3 separate regions of the Mus musculus genome follow, and regions 1 and 3 are each linked to region 2. The links are chromatin contacts, called in public HiChIP or PLAC-seq maps. All regions are on one chromosome and are shown on one strand. Each heading gives the region's core, a stretch centred on a gene start, on an enhancer-like site or on the middle of the called end of the contact. The rest is flanking DNA. Distances are from core to core; before and after follow the strand shown. Region 1 holds the start of Tmem169 (transmembrane protein 169). Region 2 holds the start of Tns1 (tensin 1). Region 3 holds the start of Stk16 (serine/threonine kinase 16).

Region 1 (3,864 bases), core at 873-3,372, 1.8 Mb after region 2:
CTCTCTCTCTCTCTCTCTCTCTCTGCACATTTGAGAGAGATGGAGGTTTAGCTCGGCTCTGTGGAGGAACTCGAGTGCAAGCTCCGTGGTTGGATCTTCAGCATGGCAGAAGAACAAACAACATAGATCACTTTGCCCTTGGGAATCACATAGCTGGGAACTGTATTTTTCTGAAACAATTCTTCAACATCTCTATTTAAATGTATTTTTAGGGGACTGTGGAGATGGTCCAGCAGGAAAGGGTACTAATTTCTGTGCAAGGATTAAGACCCCAGTCAAATCCCCAGAACCCTGGCTAAGCCAGACAGGAGGATGTCTGTGACTCCCACCAGTTAAAGGGGGCAAGCTCCTGGTTCAGTGAGAGACCCTGTCTCAAGGGATTATAGGGCTGACAATGCTAAAGAAGGATATCCAGCAATCTCCTCTGGCTTCAACAGGAACACACATACACACACAAATACACCACACACACACACACACACACACACACACACACAAAAGAATTATTTTTAAAAAGAGGTTACAGTGGTGCCATTTTTTAATGTGTTCATGATCACATAACTGACATAAACAGACGGCTACCAGAGCTCTTGATGGACTTCCCAGACAAAAACAGCCAGAGAGCTTTAGCTCTTCCTTTCTGCGTGCTGGTTGGAATCCATCAGCAGCTAAGCTGGAGAGGGAAGTGCTTCTAAAAAGAGGTCAGAGAAGGCCAGGGAGGTGGAGGGCCTAGAGGTGCTCTCAGAACTGCAGTCTGGCTGGTGCGAGAGACCCAGTGTCTAACTTCACTTCTCTCTGTGAATTTTTTAAGTAGTGGCTCCAACCGCCACCTCCCCAAACAGACACAAATGGCATTTGTTGACTGGAAAAGGGAAAACAGAGCACCCCCGGCAAAGTTAGAAAGACTGTTGTCCTGGATTAAGACCAATGACCTAGCATAGTCCGACATAAGGAAAGAGATAAACAGAAAAGAGCTAAGAGGGCAAGGCTGCTGCTGCTGCGCTTGATGATGGGGTTCAATCCCTGGTGGCACCCATACGGTACAAGAAGAGAACTGACTCCTGCAATTCGTCTTCTCACACACACACACACACACACACACACACACACACACACATATGTAATGTTAATTTTTAAATGAACAAACAGAAGGGCAGGGCATGGTATCCCATGCCTTTAATCCCAGCATTCAGTAGGCAGAGGCAGGGGGAATCTCTTAAGTTCCAGGCCAACCTGATCTACATAGTGAGTTCCAGGACAGCCAGGGCTATAGAGAGAGAGACCTTGTCTCAAAAAAAAATTAATAATAATAATTAATTCAAAACAAACAGAATGTGAACAATAAATTGTTCCTTGGAACCAACTGGGAGCTGATAAGTTCCTTGCTGAAGGTAGGAGCTAAAAGGCAGGTTCCAAAACCATAAACCTAGAAATGAATCTTACAAGAACCATGCAACGATTCATCTTTATCTGCTGCTATATAACCCAGATGAAACGGACCAGGTCTCAAATCTATGGAAGGGTGCTTTTTTTTTTCATTTCTGGGTGGGGCACTGAGAATGAGGTGAGGGTGGCCTAAAATCATTTTGTTTAATCATTCATTATTTAGGCTCTGTGGATAACTGCAACTGTGTGCCCTCTCCTGCCCCACCCCCTCCTCCCTTTCGACTCCCTCCCTGAAGAAGAAGGGATCTGGGACCTGGATGGCTTCCCTTCAGCTAACCTAAGCCTTTCCCCACTTCCTAGCCCTCTGCACACAGCTGCTGAAGCCCAGACAGCCAGATGTCTGTTGCAGATCGGTACTGCGAGGGCCCAGACCTGCAGCCTTTCTCTACACAGATGCTCTGGAGATGTAATTTTAATTAACGGTGGGAGCTATGGCCCCAAGGATTGGATTTTCAGAACAGAAAATATCCTTCCCATTTCGTTCTTTCTCACTCTCTTTTCATTCCTCTGTCGTTTCCCCCCAATGTCACCGACATTTAAAAATAAATATGAAAAAAATCGAACGAGGAGTCTCACCCACACCTTCACTGGGACCCAGGAGGGAAGCTGAGGATGCAGACGGCTGCGGGCGGCCGCCAGGAGCGGTCCAGCTCTGGGAGGAGGCCTAGCGCGCCGCGAAGGCGGGGCCTGGGCGGGGCCTGAGGCGGGACCACGCGGACTTAGGGGCGGGGTCTGTTTGGTTACGTGGCCAAGGACTGCTACTAATAGAGCTACTTCTGAGGAACACGTGGTCTAGCTTTAGCAAGAACTCAGAGACAGACACTTTGTGGCCATGGGCTCTTGGAAGACTGGTCAGAGCTACCTAGCGGCCGGGTTGCTGAAGAACCAAGTGGCCGTGGTCACCGGCGGGGGCACAGGCATTGGAAAAGCCGTCTCCCGGGAGCTCCTGCACCTGGGTACGTGAGCAGGCCTCTGGGGCTGGGCTAGTGTCCGCAGAGGTCCAGCTCGGGTAAACTGGGTTCAGAGACAGAGGGGAGTGCTGGCGGACCGGGAAGAGGTTGCAAAGCTCCGGTCTGCAGAGCTGAGCAATGAGGGAAAACGAAATAACAGAGGTTTTATTCCGAATAGCCGAGAAATGTTGAGAGGCCCTGATCAGATTTTCTTCTCACGTCCCCTGTGCTAAAAGCAAGAAAAAGGAAAAGTTATTAAACTTAGAATGATCACGTAAACACACGCACAAGGAAGCCATCAAGAAGAAAATAGTTACATTTAATATTTAAATATGTGAGAATGTGCATCTTCTTTGGGTTTACTTTTTTTTGTTATTTTGTTTTGTTTTTTTTGTTTTTTTCTAGACAGGGTTTCTTTTTATTAGCCCAGGCTGTCCTGGAATTCACTTTGTAGACCAGCTGGCCTCGAACTCAGAAATCCGCCTGCCTCTGCCTCCCGAGTGCTGGGATTAAAGGCGTGCGCCACCATGTCCGGGTTTTGGGTTTACTCTTAACCCAAAGCAAACTGTTCCCAGGTGGTGGTGACATATGACTTTAATTCCAGCACTCAAGAGGCAGAGACAGGTGGATCTCTGTGAGTTTCAGGCTAGCCTGGTCTACAGATCGAGGTCCAAGTCAGTCGAGGTTTCACAAAGAAACCCTGCCTCGAAGATGTGGGTAAGAAGGAAGAGTGCAAAGTTTATAAAGGCATATTTGAAAAGTATTTCCAACACGACGCTTGTATTGTGCAAAGAGCTTTGACAAGTAGATTTTTTTTAAAGATTTTTAAAATTTTATTTTATGTATATGAGTACACTGTAGCTGTCTTCAGACACACCAGAAGACAGTATCAGATCCCATTACAGATGGTTGTGAGCTACCATATGGTTGCTGGAAATTGAACTCAGGACCTCTGGAAGAGCAGACAGATCTCTTATCTGCTGAGCCGTCTCTCCAGCCCTGACAAGTAGATTTTTAAAAATCTGACATCAAGTGGAACAAATGAGAAATGATTTGGCCTTGACATTCCATGCTGAACTAACACAAGAAATAAATACATGGAGAAATGATTGACTTTATCTTATCAGCAGTACACTGCAAAAAAAAAAAACAAGACAGTATTGCAGTTTGCACTTTACCATTACTTCCAGCCTGTCTTCCACCAGGAAACTTCCCCTGGGAGGAGGAATTATTAAAAAAAAAAAAAAATCAACCAGTACCTGTTTAGTACAAAGGTCAGGATCTTGGCCTCTGTCAGCAAATTTGCAGAACCTTGGTTCCTCTTCTGTGGATTGCTAGTTGTTGAACCTCTTTTTGAGTAAGTTTGCATTGGGCAAACACTACACCAGTTCTGGGGTCGGCCAACAGAGTATTGTGGCATGACTGTAAATATAAGGCCACTCAGCCCTGGAGATGCTGTGAGAGTCCT
Region 2 (3,555 bases), core at 226-2,725:
AGTGGATCATGGGGGGAAGAAAGGGAAAAGAAGAAAAGAAAGGCTAGGACAGCAGTGCATGGGGCCCAGGATCGGGAGTCAGAAGATAAAGGTCCCGTCCTGGACTGGTCACCCTTTCTTAGGCTCCACTTTCCTGACCTGTACACCAAGGGTTAGACAGAAGTTCTCTACAAGCTGGGCGTGGTGGCGCACGCCTTTAATCCCAGCACTGGAGAGGCAGAGGCAGGCGGATTTCTGAGTTCGAGGCCAGCCTGGGCTACAAAGTAAGCTCCAGGACAGCCAGGGCTATACAGAGAAACCCTGTCTCAAAAAAACAAAAAACAAAAAACAAACAAAAAAGAAGTTCTCTACAGACCTTTTCTAGGGTCTCTCTACCTAATCCCCAAGCCCAGGGACTCCCGTGCTCACCTGAGAAAAGCTTGTCTGTTTGGGATGTGGGCAGGATTCTGTAGCCTGAGTATGTCCCTTGTGACTGTGGGCTCTGCACAGTCTTTTCCAGCTCTCCTGCCTGGGGAGTGACTCAGCCCAGCCTGAAGGGGGCTGGACCAACCCTGGCCAGGGAGAAGTGGTAGAGAAAGATCAGGGCACTGAGGCAGAATGGGTGGCTTCCTCAAAGTCATCTGGCATGAGGCCAGTTGGTGGCAAAACACAACACCGGCAGGGGCTTCCTTTCCCGGGCACCTGCTCCTGTCTTTCTGTCTTGTTGCCAGTAGATGGCGGAAAGGGGCTGACAGAAGCGCTAGTGGGCTCCTTTTCTCGAGTTGTCTCTTCTGTCACTGGACTGAAAGTGACACAGGTGGGGAGAAGGGGCAAACGGCCACCAAGTGTCTTTCTCCCTCCTCTTACCCCAGCCAGCTGCGGGATCCCAGTCAGTGTTGGGGTGCCTTCCTTCCAGCCCTGGTACCCACTTCCCGGGGATGGAAACGCCAGGTGGGCTGCTCGGTGTAGGGTGGTCTTTCCCGCTGCTCTCGTTCAACTTCCTGGTGCTGGGGTCATCCTTTTTCTAGGCCAGGCTGGCATGTCACTTAAAACCAAGGGTTAGGGACTTCTAGAACTACTTTTACGAGCTCGAGGAACTACTTGTAAGTAGGGCTCAGAGCGATCCCCAAACGTGCTGTTCTCTGCTCCATGTCCCGCCCTTCTGCCCGGTGCAGAGCCAGATCTAACCCCGGCGCTCCCCTCGTCCTCCATGCCACCGTCTCTGTCCCTTCAGATCCCTTCTCTGGTGTCAGTCTCTCAGTCGCTCACTAGTCACGGCGTCGCTCTCTTGCGTTCCCAGTTCAGCCTGTCCCGGGGATCCCGCCGCCGCCCCTCCCGCCTTCCCGCGCCCTCGGGTCCCCTCCCCGCCTTCTGCCTCCAGCGTCCGTGTCGCCGCCCCTCGCCAGGCCCCGCACTCCCACTGCCTGGCAGAGCGGTGGCGGAGGCGGAGGCGGACTCCGACGGGGCGGGCCGGGGGCGTCGCCCTTCTTCCCCACGTCGCAGACGCCTGGGGCCGAGAGGTCGCTGGGGCTGGGGGGCGGGCCGGCTCGCGGGTAGTCCGCGTCCCCGCCCCGGGCCCGCCGGGTCCCGGGCCGGATGGGCTGCACCGTGAGCCTGGTGTGCTGCGAGGCGCTCGAGCCTCTGCCCTCCTGCGGCCCGCAGCCCCCCGGGACTCCGCCGGGCCCCGCGCGGCCCGAGCGCTGTGAGCCCGGGGGTGCGGCGCCCGACCCGAGGAGGCGGCTGCTGCTTCAGGTAGGGAGCTGTGGGCCGGATGCGGGCAGCGGGCACGGCAGAGCCCGGTCCATCTGGGACAGTAAGGAGTCTGGGAAGGTGTAGGTAGGAGAGTGGGAGGGCCCTGCAGTCAGTTCTGTGGAGGTCACACCTGGGCCTCTGGTGTCCTTGAAGGGCAAATACCTGTGAGACGTTGGTGCCAGGTCTGTGATCCACTGCTAGAGAAATTGAAGCAGGGAGGTTCTAAGCCAAGGCCAGCATAGTGAGATCGTTTCTCCAACAAACTAAAACCAACCAAATCCCCCAACTCAAACTCTCCCAAACACCAAAACTAGTAAGACAAAAAACCCAAAACAAGCAAGAAGAAAGAGGAAAAAGCAAGAGGCAGAGAGAGGGAGGCAGCAGGCTATTAGTGAGAATTTGGAACCACCCAAGGGTGCTGGGGTGAGGAGAGAAAGGTTAATATCCTCTTAGCTTGGAGTGGGGGGGGGGGGGGCAGAATGGTGGCTGTCTTGGTGTTTTCTACCAGGAGGAACGGGGCTGTCAGAGCCAGCAGGGCCCACAGTAGGATCTGAGGAGGTGGGTGGGTCCAGTAGAGTCCCCCTTTCTCCTCCCTCCTATTCTTTTCTCGGTGAGTCTTGGAACCTGGATGCTGAAAAGTGACCAGGAGCAAAAATAGTGATGACCAGGGAAGCAGGCTGGCTGGACACCCCGGGCTTTGCATAGGCTCTGTATTTTCCTGGAGAGGAAAAAAAATGGTGTTTTGTATCAGCAGGGACTGGCCATCTCTAGTTCAGCCCTTGCAGAACCCTAGTCTCCCTCTCGGGATAGGAGGAGCAGTCTCATGGGATGGTGTGCTGACTTTGTTCTGGGCGAGACTGGGGCCCTTCAGTTCCTTCTCCACTGGAGGCCAGCAGAGTTAGCGTTGACTCCAAGTGCATCCTGCAACCACATCCCAGGGCACCTCCATACGGACAGAGGCGGGCCGATATGGCAATATGTACTTATGCACATGTTTTTGTGAGTGCGTCAAGTGCCCAAGACTCTCCTCTGCACCACTTGACTGGCTACACCACTAGGGCACAGATGAGAGCATATTGGTGGTTATATGCCACAGGCAGAGGCACAGGGTTGGGAACTTGTAAATGGAACGCTCTATCCTGCAAGGTGGTAGACAGTGACTGGTCACAATGAATGATAGATCTGGGGACGGAATTGTCATCTGTGTCCCAAAGTGGCTGGTGTCCTAGCTGGATTCTCATGAAATAATCCGGGGGAGGACTCGGGGAGCCTGGAAGTAAGAATTGGGTATCCCAGTTCCTGGTGATGGGCACAGAACTGGGGTGACATGCTAGAGCTCTTAGCTTCCTGTCCCTCCAAAGTCATTAGGATATCCTCTCCAACCCCCACCCCAGCTCAGAGCCTCTCACTCCTCTACCTTGCAAGATGTCCAGGGTTGATGAGGAGACAGTAGCTCTCCCTATCTCAGATCCTGGGTTATCCCTTTGAGGGTAAGTCTGAGCTGCTCACTGGGGGTTGGGGATTCGAGTAGAGAGCCCTGGGAGGCATCTCAGACACCACTGTACATACCTTGATGCTCCTACCTCTTGCTTGGCAGAGCTCTCCAGGCTGACCATCCACTTTCCTGTTTTATTCTGCTGCTCTTCAGACATGGCCCCAACCCTTCTGTGGTCTCTCTATGGGCTCAGGACTCTTACTCCCTCCCACACTCTCTGCAGCCAGCCTTGCCATGGTGGGGGGATGCCCATTGGTCATGTGGGAGTGGGCAGGGGTGAATAACTGGGGCTGCGACCTGAGAAGGAAATCAGGGGCGGGCGCTGGAGG
Region 3 (3,314 bases), core at 444-2,943, 1.1 Mb before region 2:
ACCCTTTTACCATAGCCACTCTTCCTGATCCTTTGGGGGCTTTGTGTGATGTCAAGTTCACAGGGGACCCTATAGTCCTCTGAGCCCCAACTTAAGAATGGCCAAAACTAGCCAGGCAGTGGTGGCGCATGCCTTTAATCCCAGCACTTGGGAGGCAGAAGCAGGCGGATTTCTGAGTTCGAGGCCAGCCTGGTCTACAGAGTGAGTTCCAGGACAGCTAGGGCTATACAGAGAAACCCTGTCTCAAATAAACAAACAAACAAACAAAAGGCCAAACCAGGGCATGTGCTCCTAGAATGTTTATGTTTGCCTGCCCAGAGCCTCTGGTGGGGTTGCACAATGTTACAATCCCCTCTGTAAGTACAGGCTTCTCTGACCTTGAAGAAGGGCAGCAGCAGCCAGGCTTCATGCTTAGCACCTCGTTCTTTCAGAGAGTAAGCCATGAGGCGAAGGATGTTGGGATGCTGGAAGAGGCGATGCATCTCTGCCTCTCGTTGGGCTTCTTCCTGGTCTTGCTGCTCATGGCACAGGATCCGCTTCAGGGCGTAGAAGTGTCCATCATGCAAGCCCTCCACTAGGTCCACATAGCTGAATCCACTGTGGGCCAAAGGGGTCACAGTGAAGGACCATGGTCATCTCTCACATAGCTCGGACCCAGAGGAATTCCCTTAGGGAGGAGTGCCTCTTACACAGAGTGGAAACACTCCCAAGATGTAGCTCTCATATAGTTTCAAGACATTAGGATCTGCGTTTCCCGAGAGCAGGGGCACAGAAATCACTGAGGTTTTGGTCTGAGCATAATGTGTTCAATTAATTTCAAGTCCTCATGAGTCAGGCACTGGGTGACATGCTTTAAAGAATATACTATCTCACTGAGTTTCCACAAGTCCCTCAGCGAGACATTATAATCATCTCCTTTTAAGCAGAAGAAACCACAGTTGACTTAAGGTCACACAAGGTAGATCCAGGAGGCCAGAGTCTAGAATCCACTTCTTGACCCGTTCAGCTAACCGGTCAGGTGGGGTAGACTCTAAGGCTAACACTCTTGCAACTCTATCACTGTCTCTAAACGACCTGGGTCTAGCTAAGTGACGTCCAAACACTCACCCTTCCCCCAATTTCTGGACGAAGAGGTAACGCTTATTGTCAATGATGACAGTTCCCCGGGAGCAGACACACAGTGCGTGGCCCATAACGTCTCAGTCATCCTCTTCAGGGATGGTCTTCCTTCCAGGGAGAGTGGGCTCTTCCAGGCGATGCGGTGGGGTCCCGGCGGGTCATGCTGGAATGGAAACAGCAAGTCGCGGGTTCAAGAACAATCTAGACAGCCACGGAGGTACCAACCAGGAGAGCTCAGGCTCACCTCCAAGAACCCATATTCACGTCTAAAGAAAACTGGCCCTGGCGACTCCAGCGCTAAGAAGGCTGAGTTCTGGCACCCCAAAGCCTCAGGCCACGCTGCGTCTTACCAGGCCGCTTCTTTCAACCCCGGCCCACCTTCGGCCAGGTCCAGCTCTCGCACCCGTCAGGCATGGGGTGGCGGCGCAGGAGGTGCGGGGCTCGAGCCCACCTCTGGCCGAGTCCACCCTCCGTCGCTCGGGAACGAGCACAGGGTCTGCCACTACAAACTCCACACCGACCGGTCTCCGGCCTGTGCGAAGGGCCAGGGACCGGAAGCCCGGATGACATCATCAGTCCGCGTCGAAGTAACGGCCCGCTGTATCCTAGCAACAAGAGGCGGCAAGAGGATGTGGGGACCCGGAAGTGAGAGGCTGGGGCCCGGCTAGACCTGGGGTGTATTGGTTTCTCTATCTCGCCGAGGGTTCCCACTTGGCCCTCAGTAAGGGTCAAGACGCAGGGACTAGTACCAAAGGGGAGCAAAGCAGGGCTCTGCCCGAGGCCCCTAGGACCTCTGTCTCCCAATGTCAGAGGTAGGAGGTCTTATAGCTCCCGCGCGCTGGAGTTAGAAAGTGGCTTTCTACAATCTAGCTTGGAGGAGGGACCAGAGAAGGGCGGGTGCTGACCCTTAGATGCCAAGAGGTCTGACCCCTTAACACTCTCAGGGGTCTAGCCTGTACTCCACTGCCTTGGCTAGTGTCTGTGTCCTTAAACTAGAGTGCCCGTTTCTAAACCTGGTCCTAACAGTCTCCTAGCTGTGTGGCCTCCTGCAAGTTATTTAGTCTTTCAGATCCTCACTTTTCCCAGCTGTAAGACAGTACCTACGGCTAAGTGTCGTGAGTTATGAGGCCAAACTGACTAGTTCCAATCCCAGCTCTACTGAGCTAGTTGTGACTTTGGACAGCTACTTGTTATTTCTAACCTTCATTTTCCTCGTGTGTAAGATGAGAATGAGAGTTATTTCATGGGTTGTTTCAAAATTAAATGAGTTGTCTTTCGTACAACTTTGGAAACAGCCGTATATCAATGTGTGTCAATAAACAGAAATAATAGTATTTTCTACGGCTGTGAAGGCAGGAGAAGTGGAAAATTAGACTTCTAAGCCTATGAACTATGCAGTTTGTTTCACATCTCTTGCCTAGACAGGCAGAATATATTGGAAAGGGGTGTACCTCCAAAAAAGATAGTGACCAGGACAGGCTTCTTGTAACCCCTTTCCACAGCATGATCACTCTGAAGATTTTCTAGGTTTTTCCACTGTTTCTGAATCCGTTTTAACCTTACTGCTCCCGTGCATATAGATTTAACCTGATATGTGCCGGATCCTTTGCTAGTCATGAAGATTTAAGACACCCTGTCAGCCCTCCGAGAGTTCAGTTTAGAAGAGCAGGTTTGTTAAAGCACAGACTCTAATTCTAGAGGTCTGGGGTAGGACCCGAGATTCTGCGTTTCTAACAAGCTCCCAGGTGATGCTAATGGAACTGATTCGGGTTCAGCACTTCGAGAAGTAATATTTTACAAACTAGTGGACCGTGGATGGCTACAGGCAAAGTCCGGGTTAACGGCCTGAAAAGTTGAGGTGGTCTCCGCCCCTTTGCTTGATGTCGGATTCCCTCCCAGGAATCCAACACGTGACGGGTGGGAAAGCCCTCACCGAATAGAAGAACTTTGTAAGCTCAGAAGATGCCACCCGACCTGCCTTCCCTGCTGCTGCGGCTTGTGGTCCTACTGCTGCTGTCCCAGGTAAACCCAAAGGGTCGGACTGTCTGCCTGGGTGTGGGGAGAGGAAAACGGATCCCGCAGTGGAGAAATGGTTAACTACCGACAAGGCCAGTTTTAAAACTTGGCCGACACTGATCCTTACTCCGGACCTCTGCTGAGCCAGGCTTTCGCCCTTGCAGGCAGAAGCTCGCTCC

Evidence for each region. HiChIP or PLAC-seq counts read pairs in DNA pulled down with a chosen protein or histone mark.
Region 1: an H3K4me3 HiChIP or PLAC-seq map of embryonic forebrain shows a contact between it and region 2, with 5 times the contacts expected there. The contact joins the promoter of Tmem169 here to the promoter of Tns1 in region 2. A contact is called at or near these places in 2 of 39 promoter capture datasets (liver and pre-B cells) and 1 of 115 datasets of contacts at active chromatin or transcription factors (embryonic forebrain).
Region 3: a contact with region 2 is called in an HNF4G HiChIP or PLAC-seq map of pancreatic cancer cells. The contact joins the promoter of Stk16 here to the promoter of Tns1 in region 2. A contact is called at or near these places in 1 of 39 promoter capture datasets (neutrophils) and 1 of 115 datasets of contacts at active chromatin or transcription factors (pancreatic cancer cells).

Annotation. Positions count from the first base shown.
Region 1 is chr1:72,282,631-72,286,494 of GRCm38.p6, reverse strand. It overlaps Tmem169 (transmembrane protein 169), which reads right to left and starts at 2,122. Exons shown (of 3, transcript NM_175564.4): 1 at 2,029-2,122. It overlaps Pecr (peroxisomal trans-2-enoyl-CoA reductase), which reads left to right and starts at 2,174. Exons shown (of 8, transcript NM_023523.6): 1 at 2,174-2,402. The coding sequence starts at 2,279. It overlaps Gm51631 (a long non-coding RNA gene), which reads left to right. Exons shown (of 3, transcript XR_003947863.1): 3 at 1,747-1,997.
Region 2 is chr1:74,122,468-74,126,022 of GRCm38.p6, reverse strand. Tns1 (tensin 1) reads left to right here and starts at 1,475. Exons shown (of 33, transcript NM_001289895.2): 1 at 1,475-1,731. The coding sequence starts at 1,576. It overlaps Rufy4 (RUN and FYVE domain containing 4), which reads right to left and starts at 482. Exons shown (of 12, transcript NM_001170641.1): 1 at 409-482.
Region 3 is chr1:75,209,208-75,212,521 of GRCm38.p6, reverse strand. It overlaps Stk16 (serine/threonine kinase 16), which reads right to left and starts at 1,693. Exons shown (of 8, transcript NM_011494.5): 1 at 1,470-1,693; 2 at 1,108-1,282; 3 at 378-597. The coding sequence starts at 1,193. It overlaps Glb1l (galactosidase, beta 1-like), which reads left to right and starts at 1,767. Exons shown (of 17, transcript NM_029010.2): 1 at 1,767-1,931; 2 at 3,019-3,141; 3 at 3,300-3,314. The coding sequence starts at 3,082.